2 separate regions of the Mus musculus genome follow, and region 1 is linked to region 2. A link is a contact called in public Hi-C data. All regions are on one chromosome and are shown on one strand. Each heading gives the region's core, a stretch centred on a gene start, on an enhancer-like site or on the middle of the called end of the contact. The rest is flanking DNA. Distances are from core to core; before and after follow the strand shown. Region 1 holds the start of Fgd3 (FYVE, RhoGEF and PH domain containing 3). Region 2 has its middle 9.0 kb from the start of Mirlet7a-1.

Region 1 (6,957 bases), core at 4,258-6,757, 760 kb before region 2:
CCATCGGGACTACACAGTGAGACTTTGTGTCAGAAGAGGGAGGAGAAAGGGCGTTCAGCACCTGAGGAGTGACACTTGAGGTTGACTTCTGGCCTCCATATGCATATGCACATGTATGTGCCCACACACATATGGACACGTGCACACACATACACATGAAGATGCTCTCTATCCAAGCATATTGGAAGTAACAGGAGGGTCTCTACCTTCTGCTTTGTTATCCCCTCCCCCCTCCTCCCTGCCAAGTCATCATTAGCCTTCCTAGTAAGTAGGGCTGGGGAATCTCATAGGCAGAATAGGGGCCCAGGAAAGGAGTCTTTCCTCCTGGGAGTGGGTGGCCTCCTGTGCTGTGAACTGTGAGTAAAAAAAAGAGGAAAAGCCCTCTGGAGGGACAGCTGAGAGAAGCCTGAGGGCATGTGGCCTTCCTCCAGGAGCCTCTGACTCTATGAAGTTATTCAGGTTCCTTGAGATTGAATAGTATAAGCAGGCCTTCATTTCCACAGTGTTACAGTTTGAATCTGAGATGTCTCTCACAAGTTCATGTGTTTGATTCAGTCTTTGAGACAGAGTCCCATGTAGTCCAGGCTGTCCTCAAACTCAATATGTAGCCAAGGATGGCCCTGAACTTCCCTTCCCTTCTCTACTTCTATAGCACTGGGATTACAGGCCTGTGTCACCATGCATAGCTAGTTCATGTTAACATTCCTATTTCATATCTGGTAGAGTTATTTAGGGAGACTGTAAACCTCTAGGAGGTGGGAGCAAGGAGGAGGAAGTAGGTTGGCCACCGGGAGCATCCCTTGGAGGTGTATTACCCTTGGCTCCCTACAGTCACACCCTCCCTGCTTCCTCCTCAGCCACAATAGGAAACACTCTGACACATTCTTACTGCTATCATGGACTGATGACTGCGTCCCTTGAAACCTTTGGCCCAGATAGATTCCCCTCTCCCCAAGTTGTTTCTGTCAGGTGTTCTGTCTCAGGAACACACAGCTAACACTTTGGTGTTATAGATCTGTTTGGCTATTGGTCATATGTACTCCAGGGTGAAATAATTAGCAAAGATGGAATATGGGTATCTACATTTCACTTCCCAGAGAACCCTTTGACCCTAGGTCACTTCCTTGCTCTTTTCCTGATGAAAATATTGTATAATAGATCTACTGCTGCCTAACAAATCACCCAGAACCTAGTGGCTTAAAACGGTAGTAGGGGCTAGGAGCTGACTCAGTGGGTGACTAGAGTCCCACATAAAATCCAGGTTGGGCGGTTCACATCTGTAACCCCAGTGTAATTTCCAGTGAGGGAGTGAGACAGGTGCATCCCTGGAGCTCACTGGCCAGCCAGTCCAGCTGAAATAGTGAGTTCCAGGGTCAGTGCCAGACCCTGTCTCAAAAAATAATGTGGCTCCAGGATGTTCTGTACGGTCTGGAAAATGATCTACAGGATAGATATGCTTTCTGTTTTCAGTGAGTGAGTAGGGTAAGCATATTTCAAGCCAAATTAAAATAGCAAGATAGATAGATAGATAGATAGATAGATAGATAGATAGATAGACAGATAGATAGACAGACAGACAGACAGGTAGATAGGTAATAGATAGATAGATAGATAGATAGTAAATAGATGATAGATAGACAGATAGATAGGTGATCAATAGATAGATAGATAGAGAGAGAGAGATAGTAAATAGATGATAGACAGACAGGTGATAGATAGATAGATAGATAGATAGATAGATAGATAGGAAATAAATGATAGATAGATAGATGATGGAGGAGCTGGTGAGATAGCTCAGCAGGTAAGAGCACTGACTGCTCTTCTGAAAGTCCTGAGTTCAAATCCCAGCAACCACATGGTGGCTCACAACTATCCATAATGAGATCTAATGCCCTCTTCTGGTATGCCTAAGACAGCTACAGTGTACTTATTTATAATAATAAATAAATCTTTTTTTTTTAAAAAAAGATAGATGATGGAGACATAAATGATAGAGAGATAGATGATAGATAGATAGATAGATAGATAGATAGATAGATAGATAGATAGATAGATAGATTATATTTATTTGGGTGTTGAAAACATTCAGCAGACATCAGCTGGGACTACCTCCGGAGGAAGTCGGCTGGAGTTTACATAGAGAGCCAGAGTTAGGACCCAATGTTGTCTGCTCAGGTGAGGCTTCCAAGTGAAAGAACAAGAAGCTGCACACTGAGAGTTGGCAGCATCAAATCCAGAGCTCACGACGGCCAGCAGACAGGGACTGGAAAAGTCCGGGGTGGTGGGCTGAAGTTCCTGGTTGAGTTTCTCTCCATGGCTGAACTTCTGGTATCTCTTGCCCTCCCAGGCACTTTTACATCATATGATATACAATAGTGACCTGTTGAGAACGCTCTGACTTCTATCTGTTTTCGGGGACAAAATGTTTCTACACTTGGGCTGTTTGGCTGGCCTCTCCTCCTTGTCACAGAGTTTTATGGGGCAGCTTGTCCCCTAAAAAGAGGCCTTGAAGGACACTTGATATAAATACCCTTGGGTCTAAGTGGGGGCCAACCTCCTCTCAAGCCTGACAACTTGAATTTAGTCTCTAGGACTCATTTGTGGAACCGATCTCCGCAAAGTGTCTTCTGGCCTCTGCACACACACTATGCACATGTGTAGCTGCACACAAACACACAAAATAAATCAAAGTGTAATATGAAAGGCTAGGTGGAGAGTAATAAAGGAAGATACCCTATATTGGCCTCTCTCTATATATGTGAGTGGCGTGTGTACATGCATTTGTGCACACACAGGCACACACACGTACACGTCTTATACACACACATACTTAGACTATCTCTGTGCACGCACGTGCAGGTGCACACTAGTGAATCTATTAGCTCTGCTTTGTTTGACTGCTCAGGAATTTGGGTGTGGCTTGGCTCTCGATGCAGTCAGATGGTGGCTGGGATAAGTATCATCCAAGGTAGCTCATTCAGTCAGTCAGTCGGGGCAAGTTGGTGCTGGCTGTGGTCTGGGGTCTTGGTTTCTTCCACATAGGTGTCTCTTCAGGGCTGCTTGGACACCTTTCCAACATGGAGGTGATTATACCCTGCCCCAACAAAAACTGCAGCGCTGTGTATGACCTAGGAAGTCCACGTATGTTCCCTCTGCAGGTTGAATTGGACACTAGTATTCATGGACTATTCACAGTGGAAGGGGCTATGCAAGAGTTGATCAGGGGGCTGGAGAGATGGCTCAGTGGTTAAGAGCACTGACTGCTCTTCCAAAGGTCCTGAGTTCAATTCCCAGCAACCACATGGTGGCTCACAACCATCTGTAATGGGATCCAGTGCCCTTTTCTTCTGTGTCTGAAGACAGCGACAGTATACTCATATACATAAAATAAATTAAAAAAAAAGAGTTGATCAGGATGTAGTCATCACTGGACCACTGTGGGGGTTCTTTTAAAGGGTGTCATCCAAAGTAGAGGCATTGCTTCTCCCCACTCAAGAACAAGAGGACATTAGGCTTCAGTTCTGGAATTTTTCTTTTTCCCTTTTCCCTTTTCTTTTTTCTTTCTTTGTTTCTCTCTCTCTCTCTCTCTTTCTTTCTTTTTGAAATGGAGTCTCATTATGTGGCCTTGGCTGGCTTGGAACTGGTTATGTAGGCCAGTCTGGTTTGAGTTTACAGAGATTGGTCTGCTTCAACACTCTGAGTGCTGAGTGCGGGGATTAAAAGCCTGCACCACCAAGCCCAGCCCTTTGATTTGCTTTTAAGCCAGAGGAACTCTTCCTCCTCTTTCTTTCCCACCTGCTCTGAAACTCTTCTCTCCATTCTTCCCACCTGGCCTGTCAGGCTAGAGTTCGTCTTCACGTCCTCAACTGATCCTGTGTTCCTGGTTGGCCTGGGTCCCAGTCCTGATGTGATCCCACGGCTGGCCTCCAGGCTCAGGATGTGCCAGCAGAGGGACAATTGCACTGTGCTGGGCCACAGGTGCTGTGCTTCCTGGACAGAGCTGAAAGCATCTGGGTGGCCGGAGGCTGCCTCCTCAGGGGACACGGCCCTTCCTCGGGGGACACGGACTTTCCTCAGGGGACACGGCCCTTCAGGGAGTGAAGCAAAAGGCTCTGGGCCAGGCACAGACAGCTCAGCAGTGGAGATTCAGGCAGGGACTAAGATTCTTTAAGGACTTGCCTAGGCTAGACCTCATTCTTTACAATGCCTCTAACATACACACCTCTCCATTTTATGGAAGAAGAATCGAGAACCTTGAGCAGTTCCATCATATACATATACACTCATGCGTGCATGTGCACATACATATACATACATATACACAGAAAATGTTAACTAGTTAAAACAAGCATTTAGAGGATTGAGCAGATGGTTCAGTCCAAGCATGAGGAAGTGAGTGCAATCCCCAGCACTCATGGGAAAAGGCTGATGGAGGCAGAGACAGAAGGGTCCCTGGCAGATCGCTGGCCAGCCAAGCTAGTCATGTTGATTAATCCCAGGGTGAATAGCAATAAATGCCAAAATAACAACAATAATAACAGTAACAACAACAACAACAATAATAATAATAATGTGGACTGCAACTGAAGAAGACATTTAGCTTTGACTTTTGGCCTCCATATGCATGCACGCACACACACACACACACACACACACACACAGAGAGAGAGAGAGAGAGAGAGAGAGAGAGAGAGAGAGAGAGAGAATTCAAGATTAGTTGATGCAATGGTGCACAGTAGCGATCCCAGCATTTGAAAGACTGAAACAGTGTAAATTCAAATGAGTTTGGACAACACAGAGAATCCAAGGCCATCCTGGACTACTTGGTGAGACTGTCTCAACAAAACCTAAAACAAACACAAAATTTAGGATAGATTAAGAAGACATTACTGAAATGGAGTCAAATTTGCAGCCTATATGCATGTTAGGCTAACCCCCTGCCCCATTATTTATTGACTTCCTGAGATAATGAGGGGACTTTCCCCTGAGGGCTGCCTGGAAGAGGCAGAGCTTAGCCCTGCTGGGGCAGTCCTCATCAGCCAGATAACCAGAAGTTCCCTCAGGTCTCTTGGAGTCACCGTGAAACAATGTCACTGGTGGGGTATGTTTCTTCCAACTTTCTGTAGTCACCAAGGTCTGTCTGGCCTGGGTCACCTGTCCCCTGATGGATCCTCTTCCCCATAGACAACATCAATCTCAGGTCTGCTCAGAGGAGCCCACCAAACCAGATGCAGGAGGTGTCTTTACTCAGTGACTTGTTAAACCTAAGCTCAGCCCTGGCTGCTACTGCAGAACCTGGTAGGGCTGAGCCAGGTCGAGTAAAAGGATTACGCTTTCGAAGTCATCCCACCACAAGCAGACCAGGCCCTTCAGGACCAGCAGACCAACCTCCTCTCACGTTGCGTCATCGCTACGGAAATGCAAATGTGCCACTGTTTTGTGACCAATATTGCAAAAATTAGAAAGAGGAAGTTGGGTTTTGTTCTTGCATGAGTTCAGCCCTGGGGGAGATGCAGACTGGTCTTGGAAGAAGGGTGAGTGGAGATTGGCTCCTGGGATCTTTGCAGAATCCTACAGTGTTTGTCTTGCGCTGTGAAGGGGCTTCGTGGCGGGTGGTAGGAGGTTACTAGAAACCAAACAGGAACCATTCAAGGGAGACAGATGTTTTCAAAGCAGGAAGTTGCTGTGGCACGGTAGCGGTGTCTCTTTTCATGCTGTTGTCTTTCAGTGGCTCGTACTGGTGAGAAGATAGGGTTGCTATGGGTGGGCATGAGAAGAGTTCGCGACTACAGAGTCCTGGACGTGCTATTGGCAGGTGGGGCACAGCTCACACTTAGGCTATGGGCAGTCTGTCGGTGACTACTGTGGTCCCTGGGAGGCTTGGGGGGGGGCACAGATCCAAGGCTGACCCCACCCAGTGTGCCTTAGTGGGGAAGAAAGCATGTCTTTTTCTGCTTAAGCAGAAGAGGTGGTCCCAGGGGATGATTTAATGGAGGCTAGGCCTTCGCATCCCATGTGGTTCTGGAATCTTCTCCAGTCTACAGTTTAGATATTAACAGATATGTCTGTCTAGCTGGGCACTGCTAGGAAAGAAAACTAAGCCCTCAAAGGACTCCTTGGGACCCCCAGGGCTTCGCCTGGGCAGCTCTGGGTAGTGGTACAGCCACTTAGGAGGCTGGCAGCCATAGAGCAGGCGCACGGCAGCATGGATAGAATGATATGATTATGATAACACTATGATACTATATGCCATGCAGAGTAAGCAGAGGCATATTTGAAAAGCCGGACTCTAGGACCTGTGGGGAGTGAGGCAGGAGTCACTGTCATTGTGGATGACAAGTCACTTGCCATTTTTCTGGGAGTCCCTGAGTGCTAGGGAGGATGAGCAGCTATAGGGGGATAGGGAGGGGACTCTGGTGAGAAAGAATGCCAGGGACAGGGTGATAGGCAGACTCTGCCTTGATTTCCCTTTCTGTAAAGTGAAGTCAGAATGATGCCAAGCCACACTGAGGTTTAGAGCTTACGCAGCTCTGCCTCATTTTAGATTGGTCCTACCTAGCCGGGGGTGGTGGTGGTAGTGATGGTAGCACACGCTTTCAATCCCAGCATTTGGTAGACAGAGGCAGGTGGATCTCTGAGTTCCAGGCCAGCCTGGTCTACAGAGCAAGTTCCACAACAGCAGGGCCACACAGAGAAACACCATCTCTTGGGGGGAAAAAAAACCAAAAACAAAGACTAAAATTGTTAGCCATTTGTGTGTGTGTGTTGAGGCATGTGTAGGGAAGCCAGAAGACAGTCTCAGATGTTATTCTCCAGGACCTGTCTATCTGGTTTTTTAGACAGGTTCTCTCATTGGCCTAGCTTGACACGTGGTTTACTGAGACTCTCCCCAGCCCCCATTTGGGTGAGAGATGAAACAGGCACAGAGCACTCTGCCAGCTCATCCCAGCCCCCCCC
Region 2 (7,156 bases), core at 3,659-6,158:
GTGGGTTCTGAATCTTATTATGCCCATCCTCCTCCCAACTTCCTTACCGTTGAACATGACTCACACAGACTCCACGTACTTCCCATATAGAGAGAAAACTGTGTCTGACACTGGGGAAATGGTACTGTTGTTAATCCCAAACGTGCAAGGAAAGACACCAACCCAAATCATCCAATTAATTAAAGCAAGCTTCTTTATTCACGTACATGGGCTGTCGCTTCCTAAAAGTGGGGTTCAAGAGATCAGCATTGAATGTGAGGAAGACAAGGTTTCTATAGCTCAGGGGTAGGGGGTTTCCAAATGGGGGAATTTGACTGTCGAGTTAAATAGGTGGGGTTTACAGAAGCAAAACATAACAAGGTGGACTTCATAGCAATCTTCTCAAACAATGGTAGGGTTGCAAGATGGTTATTACAACTTTTTGAAACAAGGACGTAGTTGTTTCCTGGAACAGGCAGCACAGAACTATTTGTAGTTAAGGTTACAGGCCAATCCTTGAGAAACAGATTTAATCATAAAGAGGAATGAACCTAGTTTGCCTTTACTGTAAGAAGCCTTCAAGCCTAAGATGGAGGCAGGCTGGTTCATCACTGTGATCTCAGGAATCCCAGAATGCAGGGACTCGGCTTCTGTCATAACCCCCGCTCTCAGCGTTTTGTCTCTGATTCTCCATGTGCGCGAATGTGTGTGTGTGTGTGTGTGTGCGTGTTTGTGTGTGTGCATGCACATGTAGTTTGTGCACTTATGTATGTACATGTGGAGGAAAGAAGTCAATGCCAGTCACCTTTATTTTCTGAGACAGGGTCTCTCGCTGAACCTGAAGCTCACTGACTCTGCTGGGCTGGCTGGGTGTCTCCCCAGCCCTGGAAATAGGGGCCTGCTTCCACACTTGGCTTTTTATGTGGGTGTTGAGACTGACTGAACTAATGACCACACTGAGCTATCTTCCCAGGCCCCTTGCTTCTCTACTCTTGCAGATAGGCCTCTCCTTATGTCCTTGCCGCTTTGGGGCCGAGGTCATGAGGGTTCTCTTCTCTGAGCTCATTTCCGATACACTCTTAGGAAGGAACTCTAATTGACCTCATTTAGATAGTGACTTTTGTAGTACTGCTCTGCCTGTGCCACCTTCTCAGCTCTGTGGTGAAGGTGTCAGCTCAGTGAAACCTCACACTTGAAATGGGTCGGGAGCAATCCCTGACCCCCACCCCAAGAGGAGACTGCTTTAAGTCCAGAGGACTCATTCAATGATTTCAGGGACCAGGCTCAGAATAAAAATGAAGCAGGCTCATTGGTGACTGGTAGGCAGGAGAGTTCAGCTTGCACGGAGAGTACAGTGTCATGTTGAAATGCAGACTGAATGCAGAGATTCCCTTTTTTTTTTTTTTTCTGAGAAAACCAAGACATCTAGATATTTTCAAATTAAACGTCTTGATCTTTTTTTGAATGCTGTCAGCCAATTTAAGATAGATTTAAAACATTGCCCGAGAGTAACAAGCATTTCTGGGAACACGTGGAACCCTGGGCTATGACCTGTTTGTAAACCCCTTGAGGAAGATAATGTGAGACAGATAGTATAACTGATGTCCACCCCTCTCTAAGGATAACCTTGGAAAGTATCCCTCTCTGCCTGAGGTCTCTGCTTGTGGAATTTTTTTTTTTTTCTGTTGTGACTCCTCGGGGAGTACTAGCACTTAAGGCCCCTCAGGAGTCATGGGGCCTATGGAGTAGATGAGGTTGTGGAAGACACTGACAGATATCTTTTTTTTTTGTTTATTTGTTTGTTTTCCAAGACAGAGTTTCTCTGTGTAGCCCTGGCTGTCCTGGAACTCACTCTGTAGACCAGGCTGGCCTCAAACTCAGAAATCTACCTGCCTCTGCCTCCCAAGGGCTGGGATTAAAGGCGTGGACCACCACTGCCCCGCTTGACAGATATCATTCTTATGATAACCAGACCAGGCTATAACAAGGCCTAGGCCAACTGCCAAAGGTGATCTGCTGTATTAGCCAGTGTTTACCAGAAGAGCAGAACTGGTAGTGTATTCAATGCTCCCACCTTATGACAGTCTGACTTACAATATTGATTTATTGGGTCCAAACTTTATCACAAGACAAGGAGCATCTACGTATAAATGTGTATGTGTCTTCTTCGATCAATGATTATGAAGTCTAAGAAGTCCTATTAATTCCTTGAAAAAAATTTTTTTCATTTACTCAGCATATATGTGTGCGTTTGTGTGGTCAGAGGACAACTTGGCAGGAGTTGGTTCCCTTCTACCATGCAGATTCTGGGAACTGAACTTAGTCATCAGCCTTGGCGGCAAGCACATTTTATCTGCTGAGCCATCTAGCTGGGCCGTGGCCCACAATTTTCCATATGGAAGCTGCAGACCTAGGCAAGCTGCTGCTGGTGAAATCTCAGGGCCTAGGAGTCAGAAAGCAGAGAATTCAGCCACCCTGTGTCCCTGTACCGTTTTGGTTCATTCAAGCCCTGGATGGGCTGGATGATATCCACTCACATTAGGCAAAGCCATTAGTTTTTCCTTAGTTTACCACTTTAAATGTTAATCTCTTCTAGAAACATCCTCACAGACATCCAGCAATATTATTTAATAAGATATCTTGGGGCATGGTGGCTCAAACTGACACACTAAAATGGCCCATCACACCCCGGAATAAGGACGGAGAGTCTGATCGATGAACAGCAGGGAGATCAAGAAGTGAATATATCATCTTGAAGTCATGCAATGAACAATGAACGAAAGGACAAAAGAGAAGACACAGGTCAAAGGAGATCTTAACAAGGGGAGGACTGAGGCAAAGAGGCCAGAGGACATTTCGAGAAGTATGTATGCTTTACTTTGGCAGTTTTGGTTACAATTACTTGTTTGTCTGGACTGAGAAAATTTGGAGGGAGTCATGCTAGAGGTGGAACGGAACTGAGGTAGCAAAGCCTCCAGGACACAGGGTGGGCCTCTCCAAGGACCTCGGCTGAAGGAATTTGCTCTTTCAGGGCCCAGGGGGTGGCTTCTCTGTGGGCTACTCCTACTTTATAGGTCCCAATTCCCATAGTCTAGAATGTCTCTTTCTCTTAGGACGGAAACCAGAAGCTTCAGCCATCCGTCGCCAGTCAGGTGGCTATATTGAGGCATTTTGATTCTGTAAGTCACCTTCAAATTAGGTTTCTGTTTACTGAAAAAAAAAAAAAAGTAGAAAGAAAAAAAGGAAGAAAACGAAACAGCAAAATCCACACCGCTATGCCTACGAAGGAAAACCTACTGTGAGGAGTCCAGCTTTGTATGAAGAGTTGATGACATCGTGTGGTTTATAATCCTCTTTCTCACAGTATATCCTGAAGGTTGAAGCTCTTCCTCCCCATATCCTACCTATCCCACAAGGTTCACCACCCTCCTCTTCTTTTTGTTCACTTGTTCACTTTAGTCCCAAACTCTCCCATCTTCTAAACTCTCTTGTCATTTGCTTTGGACAGAGAATGTTAGGATGGCTTATAGTTGGAGTTTATAATATAAGCACTTTGCTGACGTGTACAGTGCCTTTTTCCCCTGGATGGATTGCAGATGAATGTTCATAGGGTTTTGTTGATGCTTGACTCTCTTGACTCTCTTTTTTAAACCGTGCAAACCTACTATCATTAAATAGTACCCCAACCCACCCACCAAAGAGCAGAGAGGTCTCCTAGTGCATGGAAAGTTCCAGTAAGAATGAAGAAATGCTTTTGCATTGATTTAAAAAAAAAGAATTCGTAAAGATTGCTTTGAAAAAGTTTTAGCACAAAAATTTCAATACATGGGAAAGAAAAAAAAAATAAAAGAGATAAAAGATACACCATAGGAGACCTAACTCCTTATGTGACAGATGGGTGAAGTGAGGTATGGAGTGGCCTTGGCGTCGAGCCCCGGAGCCCCCGAGAGGGAAGACTGAGTGAATCCAACATCTTGGGTACACGTGAAAACCGCCCCGAAAACTCTAGCACCTCCCGCCTCGCAGCCGGCAGAGCGGACGGAGGCCACGTGACACGACTTGTCCATCACCGCGGAGGGCGGGACTCAGAGGACGGTCCTCGCTATTCTCCCGGTCCTCCAGTAGGGAAAGAGGAGCCTGTCACGGTGGGCGGGCCAGACCCGCCTTCTCCGCGGCGGGGGCGGGCTCAGCCGTCACCCTCCAGTGGGGGTCCGGGTGAGCCCCGACCGGCTAAGGCGAGAGGGCGAGGCACACGTCCGTCAACAGCGTCCGCCAATAGGAATGCGCGCTGCCCGCAGCTCCCGCCCCCGCCTCGGATTCCCGGCGCGCGCGTAGCCTTCCCTCAGGCCGCCGAGGCGGCGCCCGCCCGCCCGCGCTTCCATCCGGGTTCTCGCGCGCTGCTCTCTCCCGGGCGCGGCGGTGGAGGGCCACGGTGGGGGGAAAGCCAGACCATTTCCCGTGGCGGCAGCGGGACGCCTTTATCCGCGAGCTTGAGGTGGGTACTGCGGGCGTGAAGGCGAGCGCGGGGACGTCGCCATTTTTCCCTCCTCCAGACTCAGCGGCGGCGGCAGCGGGCGACCAGGAGGGAAGACTTGGGGGCTGCCGCGCCGCACCCTGGGACCCGTGGGATGGCCTGGGCGCCTCGGGCAGGCGGGTGGCCCCGGGGCCGGTGGCCCACGGATGCCGTGGGCCTTGGGGCTCGGGCGGGGGAGGGGTGCCGCGTGGCCGCTGGCCTGCCCCAGCCCCCTCCGCTTCCCGCCCAGCTCCTCGGCGACCGGGCGGGGGAGGGGGGTCATTCTTCACATTCCTCACCTCGCCCCTCCCCCGCCGCTTCAATCAAACTTGCGGCGGACGGAAGTCCCGCCCTCTGGCTCGCGCCGGTTGGTCGGGGCTACCTCCCCGCTGTGGCGTGACTGGCTGCGGACGTAGCCGGGCCTCTATGACGTCACTTCCGCCGTCAGGTTTGTGGGCCGGGGAGACCTTGGCTTTGGTTGGGGGGGGTGGGATGGAGGAAGGTAGGAAGTGCGGGGGGCGGGGAGGGACGGGGCGGGGCGGGAAGGCGCTGGCAGGGAGGGAACGGAGAGCCAACGCTGGCTGCTTGCCCCTGCTCCGCTCGGCCAACTGCGGCCTGAGGGCCTGGAGCAGCTGCTGGGGCTGGAGGATCGCTGCGGCTGCCCGTCCTTGGCCAGGGGGAGGGGAGCGCGAGAGCGGGAGGAAACTGTATCCCAGGGGATGGGGTAGGAGATTTGCAGCTCGGTGGCACCGGAAACGAGACTGGCCTTTTGACTGGGGAGGCTGCAAACTCTTGGAAGCGGGTGGCCTCTCGGAGGCCGGCTAAGAAAACTTATCTCTCGGCGCGCTCTTTAGCGGAGGCAGGGTGGTAACCTTTATGCCCTTGGCCAGGACTGCCCTTCGGTGATCCCGCTTGTTAGTGCAGGGTCTGTGTCAGAAGTGATCGTCTGTGTTGTAGTTTTCAACTTTTTGTGTTAAAAGGATAATTATGAAAGGACAAGGGGGGGCGGAGAAAAACTTTAGAAACTTAGTTAAAATGGAAGACGATGACAGATTGCTTTTTTAACTGTTGAAAAATATTGGCAACCTGTTTTTGAAGTTTAAAACATTAGTGTTCTTGTTTTTGATTGCCTGATAATCTTGTGAAGAAAATTGAACAAGTAAACAATCTTTTTATAAGAAAAGTTAGTTTAGCCGGGCACGCCTTTAATCCCAGCACTTGGGAGGCAGAGGCAGGCGGATATCTGAGTTCTAGGCTAGCCTGGTCTACAAAGTGAGTATCAGGACAGCCAGGGCTACACAGAGAAACCCTGTCTCGAAAAAAGCCAAAAAAAGAAAAGTTAGTTTAATACAGATTTTTCAGCATTCTGGCCTTTCATTAGGTTCTGTCAGTTGAAGCAGTAATATTTGGGAAATTTGAAATTGTTAGTGTAACAAAAATACTAGTTGGAAATGTAAGAACTTTAATTAGAGAATAGAAATCTTCCAAATTAAGTCGGGTCTAAAAAGTGTTATCAAAATTGTGTAGATGGGGCGTGCATTTTACCCTATGGGTAATTTTATTGTAGAAATTGATAGTTTTGTAGACTTGAAGCAAGCTGTGCCCTCCCCCACTATAAATTGAAGTTGTGCTGATTTGAGACTTAGTAATTTTTCAAGCTGGAAAGGTAGAGGAATGCAAAACATGTGGCTATAAAGAAGGTGTTGGCACACAAGTTTAATCCCAGCACTCAGGAGGCAGAGGCAGGTGGATCTCAAGAGTTTTGAGGGCAGCCTGATCTACAGAGCAAGTTCCAGGACAGCCAGGACTGCACAGATAAAACCTGTTTCAAAAACAAACAAACAACAAAAAAAAGTACTTCAGTTCACAGAGTGAAGTATTAAAACAAATGGTCCTGCTGGAGTTGTTGCTCAGTGATAGAAAGCTTGTCAGACATGCCTGAATTGGTGGGTTGAGTTTCCAGTACTAATAAAATAAATGCTCATAATAATTTAATGTTAGTAAGTCTCATTTAGATTTCTTGAGGGTCCTGGGAAATGTCCCTAGTAAACCTCCTCCAGAACTAAGGAAACTAATTGGTTTAGAGAATAGCATCCTAAATATCAAGTTCCTTTTATTTCAGTAACTAATGTTACAGAACCAGTGTGAGTTGGTGACAATTGTGCAGATAGATAAGTGGTTGAAGGCACTTAGCATCATACCTGACAGTGACCCAAGTTTGAATCCTTGGGACTCACCCACATGGTGGGAGGAGAGAACTGACTCCAAGTTATCCTTCGATGTCCACATTTGTGCAGACATAATACAAAATAATTAAAAAAAAGAAGCCTTTTTAAAAATACTACAAAGCCAGAGCTGGAGGTGTAGCTCACTCAGTTGATAAAGAGTACTTGCCAGCCATGCCTCAAGCCCTGGGTTCCATCTCCAGTTCCTGCCTGCAATCCCTGCACTGTTAGAGGTTATCCTCAGCTATGTAGAAGGTTCCAGGCCATCCTGAGCTGTATAAGACCCTGTTTCAAATAAAGGAGGCTAGATGGAAGCACCACCAATGAATGTTCCAAATAATGTATCCTGAATCACTTAGTATGTGGTGATCAGAAACTTTTAGGAAGATTTAAAATACGAAATAATGTGCTACATCAGCTATATCTGTTAGTTTTCCTG

The links. A called contact is a pair of places that touch in the nucleus more often than the background predicts.
Region 1: a contact with region 2 is called in a Hi-C map of CD8 T cells, with 2.6 times the contacts expected there. The contact joins the promoter of Fgd3 here to the enhancer-like site in region 2. A contact is called at or near these places in 2 of 484 Hi-C or Micro-C datasets (B cells and CD8 T cells) and 1 of 115 datasets of contacts at active chromatin or transcription factors (memory CD8 T cells).

What each region holds. Positions count from the first base shown.
Region 1 is chr13:49,307,758-49,314,714 of GRCm38.p6, reverse strand. It overlaps Fgd3 (FYVE, RhoGEF and PH domain containing 3), which reads left to right and starts at 5,507. Exons shown (of 18, transcript NM_015759.2): 1 at 5,507-5,534.
Region 2 is chr13:48,543,668-48,550,823 of GRCm38.p6, reverse strand. No RefSeq gene overlaps it. Among named protein-coding and RNA genes, the nearest start is that of Mirlet7a-1, 9.0 kb to the right of the region's middle. Within about 2 kb of position 4,908, at least 414 of the 459 cell types and tissues checked have an H3K27ac peak or open chromatin away from gene starts, as enhancers often do. A contact at or near this core is called in B cells, CD8 T cells and memory CD8 T cells, where this site is marked.